Linked DNA regions of Gasterosteus aculeatus: region 1 is linked to region 2. The links are chromatin contacts, called in public Hi-C maps. All regions are on one chromosome and are shown on one strand. The core of a region is the stretch at or near the end of the contact, and the rest is flanking DNA. Distances in the headings are between cores, read along the strand shown. Region 1 overlaps itsn2a (intersectin 2a). Region 2 holds the start of ddx1 (DEAD (Asp-Glu-Ala-Asp) box helicase 1).

What was found. Hi-C and Micro-C count contacts between places; a contact is called where the count stands out from the background.
Region 1: a Hi-C map of skeletal muscle shows a contact between it and region 2, with 4 times the contacts expected there. The contact joins the enhancer-like site here to the promoter of ddx1 in region 2. A contact is called at or near these places in 4 of 6 Hi-C or Micro-C datasets (liver, skeletal muscle and whole body).

The regions. Positions count from the first base shown.
Region 1 is chr18:12,207,702-12,210,661 of fGasAcu3.hap1.1, forward strand. The region is part of intron 2 of itsn2a (intersectin 2a); the gene reads right to left. Among protein-coding and RNA genes, the nearest start is that of itsn2a, 7.4 kb to the right of the region's middle. Within about 2 kb of position 1,605, at least 4 of the 9 cell types and tissues checked have open chromatin away from gene starts, as enhancers often do.
Region 2 is chr18:12,139,611-12,142,779 of fGasAcu3.hap1.1, forward strand. It overlaps ddx1 (DEAD (Asp-Glu-Ala-Asp) box helicase 1), which reads left to right and starts at 1,908. Exons shown (of 26, transcript XM_040160284.2): 1 at 1,908-2,012; 2 at 2,129-2,180; 3 at 2,309-2,372; 4 at 2,459-2,488; 5 at 2,600-2,696; 6 at 2,894-2,941; 7 at 3,036-3,119. The coding sequence starts at 1,997. nbas (NBAS subunit of NRZ tethering complex) reads right to left here and starts at 1,895. Exons shown (of 53, transcript XM_078093309.1): 1 at 1,584-1,895; 2 at 1,189-1,240; 3 at 929-965. The coding sequence starts at 1,676.

The DNA.
Region 1 (2,960 bases), core at 355-2,854, 68 kb after region 2:
GAGAACTTGACTGAATCTTCACATTCCTTCAGATGTCTGACTCTCTTCATCATTTCATAGGTGAAAAAATTTCTCTGGAATTCAGACTTCAGGTTGAGGTCAAAATTGTTCTCAAGTATCTCCATGATGAAACCTTGTTGGGATGAATTCATTACGAGGGCAAATGCAGCAATTTCAAGAAGAACATTATCAGTCAAAGAGTCAACACTGAAGTTTTTCTTAGTTTTTCTCTTTCCATATCCAACATTGAATTCAAGGCCACACATTCTGGAAAAGTTGAATGGACCAAACTCTTCAGCAGAGAGGATATGTTTTACACGATTTGCCCTCAATTTCCACATGCTTTTCTCCGTTCCGGTTTCCTCTTGTTTTAAGTCACATTCAGTTGGAGTCTGTCTTTGCTCTTCACCTCCACCAACCCCTCGTTCATCAGGTTGACACATCAGTGACCTGGCGCTTTCCTTTACAATCGGTAGACTTGATGATTTGTCGGTGGTGGTGGTGGTGGTGAGGGCAGACTCACAAACACCCAGACTACTTGCTTCCAAGTAAGCTTGATTGCCAGAGATTCCTGAGTTTGTGACTTTGCCCGAGTGTAGATCAGACTCAGAATTGTTGTCTGTGTTGGATACTATGTTGAAGTTGGATATTTCCTCTCCACACGTAATGCGCCACTGCCATACTTTGTCAGAATCCATCTCTTTTTGGTCCTCCTGACTGCAGGTGTCCATGTTGTCCATTAAGGTGATGTATCATTCCACATCTTCCTTATCTGTATTCAGTTCAGGGGAAAAAAACATACATATCTCAGCCGGGATATACTTAACAGACTATAATATCATAGGTTTTACGCTTACAGCCTCTCAAATGTGAGGAACTCGATCTAAACTCTTAACACGGTGGCCAAAAAAGTTGGAAAGAAACAACGAGCATTTTGTTAGAGATGAGATTAGTGTGATTTCTCCAGCAGCAATATGCAGGGGCTGCAGCTAAAGTTACCAGAGGTTGCATTGAGTTTTAATAAGAAGCAGTGGACTCTACAAACTGCCTTCCTCAGAAGTCCTTTTCGATCGTATATGCTTAATTTAATAAAACAATCGCTTTTTCAGAAGCACAATCACATCAACGTTAACAGGCTTTCGGGCATTTTGAGACAGGCACGATCATGGACAAAAAGGTACGAAACAAACGGCAATACGTAACTAAGGGAGGCGGTATAATAGTCGCTGCTAACTACACGCAGTGTTTCCCTTATGACGTATTCTTGTGTAAAACAAGGCTTCAAATGTGTAAACTGGAGAATTAGAAACACTTACGGTAACGGGAATAAAGAAGGGTCCGGAACCTTTAAAGGAAGTGACGACGATGAATTAACTAGTCATTTCAGAATAAAAGTGTCTAGAAACGGAGCGTCTGTGATTAAAGCGGAATTTTTAAAGTACTAGCAGTAGTAATACTATAAATATTAGTCATATTAACTGTATTAGATTATTTTGTCATTCAACGAAAAAAAGCCTAATTTTGAGCCTTGTGCTTGAAAACAGTTAACCCACACTGGGGCTTTATTTTGGAAATGGGGAAGACACGACGATCTTCCTGGGGAGACAAAGAGAGAAACAGAAAAACAGAAGATAATGTAGCTCTCACTGCTTTGATTTCAGACAGTGAGACGAGGGACAACTTGATCGTTTAGGAGTCAGAAGTAACCTAGGACTTAATTTGGCGGATAGTTTTCACTTCCCCTTGTTGCAGGCTACTTCTGCCAAGTGTGTAATTCTATTGCATGCCATGGTAATATTTCTGTGACTAGTACAAGATAAGCTACATTTTGACCCAAAATGATGGATGACGAGTGAAAGTTGTATGAATCCTGATATTTCACAATATTCTGATGCTCCTCTCGGTTGTAACAACTACATCACACGCACTTCGCTTTGCAATATACACAAAGTATAAAATCAGAAAAGGTCTGATAAGATTCAAATGTTGAATACAAATTTACAGTAAAGAACAATATTTGCTGATTTAGCATGCCAAAAGAATGATGATCTACAAACCTGTGTATATAGTAGACATTGATGTATTTTAAAAGGATTACACGGTAGAAAGGATGCTTTTAAAAATGGTTTTATAAAATGAACTTAAACAGAAGAGAAAATTATGACAACATATCAAGATACAGGAAATGTTACTTTCTGCTGTGTAAATCAAATTATGATGAAATCAATGATTCTTTATGCATTTACATAACAGCTTCAAGAAAAAGAACTTTAGTAATTTACTGTAGTATTTCCATTTGTAAAAAAAATAGAATAGGATGACTGAAGGTGCAAGATCAGAAAAGGCATGGTATCATATGAAGTGGTAGAAAACGTAAAGATGAACAACTGAAAAAACAAACAATGTAATACACGTATCTGCTATCCATTGAATAAAGTAAAAAATATACTTCACAAATTCTTACAAACTTAAAAAATGACCGTTTCTCCCCACGGAACAAAAGGAAAGATCTTAACTAAAGTCCAACTGTGGCACAATCAAACCGCCTTTAAAACGAAGCTTCAAAACATGAATACTGACAGCTAATGCACGGAAACCTTTTAGTCTGATCGATCCATCTTTTTAGGAAAGGTTTAGTAAACTTTTAAAATATACTTTCAAACCAATTTATAATAATCTACATTCTCCCCCAGCAGATACATCTTCATAGCAACCGTTCAGCCTAAAACTAACCTGTCTGTGTCGGCTCTAACCGAGAACATCAAGTGATGCTCACCTCCTGTTTGTGAACTCCAGACCTGTGAGAGTCATCGGGCACATGTTCTTGCTCTTCTTTGCTCCAAGTGCTCTCATCGCATCTGTAACCTCAGCTCCAATGAGTATGAGAGTGTTTGTGTGGTCCTCGCCGTGTTCGGACATCGGACAGATTCTTGTGGTTCGTCCAGCAAACATTGAGGATT
Region 2 (3,169 bases), core at 658-3,157:
AATTTAGTTACACTAAACATTTGATTAAATTAGATAAGAATGTAATGTATATCAAATTATGTTAGATTAGGAATAATTAGTTAATAATTAAATTAGGTTGCATGAAAAATCAATATAAATTGCATTACATTAAAGGAAAATTATACTCCGTTACAATCAAATCAGTCAAACGTTTGTCACACAATGGGAGGGCAATCAGTCAGATTATTGAGGTGCTAGCTAACAACCTAAGGAGACGATAAGCAGGTCTTGATGCTGCAGCATTACAGAATCTACAGCGGGCCACATCTAGTCATTTGCTAACAGGATGGGCAATAAGAGCAGGGTGAGATAAGTATACATCTTCAATATAGGATAGTGCGTCTATAAAAACAAAGTTATTTCGAGAATTAGAAGTGTTGTCCTACTAGTCTCAGTTGCAAATGATTATGTACAAACTTTCCTTTTAATCTGAGTTAGCAAACAATTGAAAGCCAGAATGGGAATAATCAAGGCCATCATATGATGTAACATGTCATACATCATACACAATTATCTAATTCAAATACCACTTAAAAAACAATGAAAGTTGTTGTTATTAAGGCCAAAAAAACAACAAAAATGCTTTTGGAGAAAGGTTTCCTGTCATATTCATGCTGTACAAAGCAATTATGCCCAAAGCACAATAATTACTGTGTACATTTTTTTTATCTAATATATTTTGATTTTTTTCAAAATCTTTTTCAACCTAATATATCCAGACTTTTTTTAAATACGTTTTTTGACTTAAGATATTTTACCTTATAAAAAAAATATTTTTCAACCTAATTATAGCATTTTTTGACCTAACATATTTCAACATTCTTTTCACCAAAACATGTTTTGGCATAATTGTTTTGGGACTGTGCATGTCAGGGACTCCCGGCACACTATATAGTGATGAACTTACCTGTACCACAAGTAGTGCAGGATTAAGCGGAATGGCCCTGTAGGAAATATATCATATTTAGTAGAAAAATCACAAAGATACTATAAGCTAATTAATTTATCCAGTATAGGCCATACCCCCTCACATCCTAAATAAAGGTCAGGACGTGCCGTTAAGGACAAATAGGACCTGTAAATAAGCCTATTTACCTTGATCTAGTGCCCCCTTTCGGCATACTGGGTATCACAACTAACGTTGGGGTAGACTACAAGTGAACTTACCTGTCACTGCTTTTGCAATAAGTGACGTGTTGCGCTCCTTGTTACCTCGCAACTGCAAACGATAGAAAGTGACATGTTAGCTTAGTTGCGTCGGTGTCTTCGGGTTGACTTTGATGAAAGTATGACAGTTAATGTTAGCTAGTCCATTTAGCTTTCTATATTAAGCAAGTTATGAGGTCCTCACAGATGAAAACAGACGTTAACTTGTATTATAATCAGAAATCATGCTACACCGTATGACAGTGTTAAATAGAGATTCATATGGAAATGTGGCTCTGGTTGTATGCTACGTGGCTTTGAGCGGCACAGTTTTTTGGAGGCCGTTTTTCCAAATAAATTCTCAAGAAAGACCTACACACTGAATTGAAAATGTTTAAAATGGAAGTTTCACAGACCTGAGTGTCGGTCTCTGGCGGCCATTCGGTAATGACGAGTAAATCGTATAAAATGTTCTCATCTTCGCCTTCAATCAGACTTTCTTCAGCCATGTTTACTTGAACAGGCTGTCAAGAACTCTACGGCGAGTATCACTGGACAAAATACACCAGGAACCCGCGTCTGGAGACAAAACCCTGAAGATAGGCTTTTTCGTGGCTTAATATCTACTTACATATTATGATATTAACGTAAACATATGCTTATGTAGCTCAACTCAGCAGTAAAATGGATAGTAAAATATTTAACCTATTTTAGGAATTACTTTACCAACCGGAACCAATGTCATAAGGCTGCTCTGCTGGCGGGCTATCCCAGTTACACTACCCACTTACACGTCACATCCGGTAAAACTGCATTCGCAGCAGCAATAATGGCAGCGTTCTCTGGTAAGAATATAGCTTTATCAACTTCACGTTGACGTCGCAATCGTATTTTACGTAATCTCTAAACTAGTTTTAAAAAAGCTACGTGCTCACTGAATAATATATATTTTGTCCAACAGAAATGGGGGTTATGCCCGAAATCGCGCAGGCTGTGGAAGAGCTGGGCTGGCTGTAAGTCGAGTGGCTTTCTGTAATTACTTTAAAAATACTATCCATATCGCCATATGACGTTATGTCCATATTGTTGTCACCAGTTACAGTTGACAACTAACTTATGTGTTTCAACCATTGGATTTCAGGCTACCTACTGACATCCAGGCCGAGTCCATTCCCCTTATTCTTGGTGGAGGAGATGTACTTATGGTATATTTACTTCTTTGCTTCTGCTTGTCAAAAGAATGTTTGTACGCAGCAGGTTTGACATATATTTTACTCTTCTTTTTTTTCAGGCAGCTGAAACTGGGAGCGGTAAAACCGGCGTAAGTACCTGACATCTACTCAGTTTTAAAGAACTACTGTACCTCCGCAGTTTGCATCAACAACATCAGTCCGAATTACGTAATAAAGTGTGCAATCCTTGTCATCCTCAGGCCTTCACTATCCCTGTGATCCAGATTGTGTATGAGACCCTGAAGGATGAGCAAGAGGGCAAGAGGGGCAGATCCTCCATCAAGACTGGAGGAGCTAGTGAGACCACTTAAATAGTAGTGACTTTGTAGGTTTCAGTCAGTGACTTTTTTTTATACAAGCTCCCGATAACATTGGACAGAGCTCTGGTCCAATATACCTAGTTGGGCCAGTATGATAATACAAATAAATATAACATCAGTGGCTTCTTTCTGCAGACATTTAATCTACCTACTTGTTTCTTTGTTTTTGTTCAGTTTTCAACAACTGGCAGATGAATCCTTATGACCGCAGCGCTGCCTTTGGTACGAGGGTGAAAATGAGCATGGAATGCCACGTTTCAGCTCTGTTATTTGTCATCGCTATTCATTCACACTTTTTCCTTTCATGCCTCTACAGCGATTGGTCCAGATGGTCTGTGCTGCCAGAGCAGGGAGTTTAAAGAGTGGCATGGCTGTCGCTCTACAAAAGGGGTCTCCAAAGGTGTGTAATGCAAGATGTTCAGTAAAAGACAAATACGGATGACATGACAA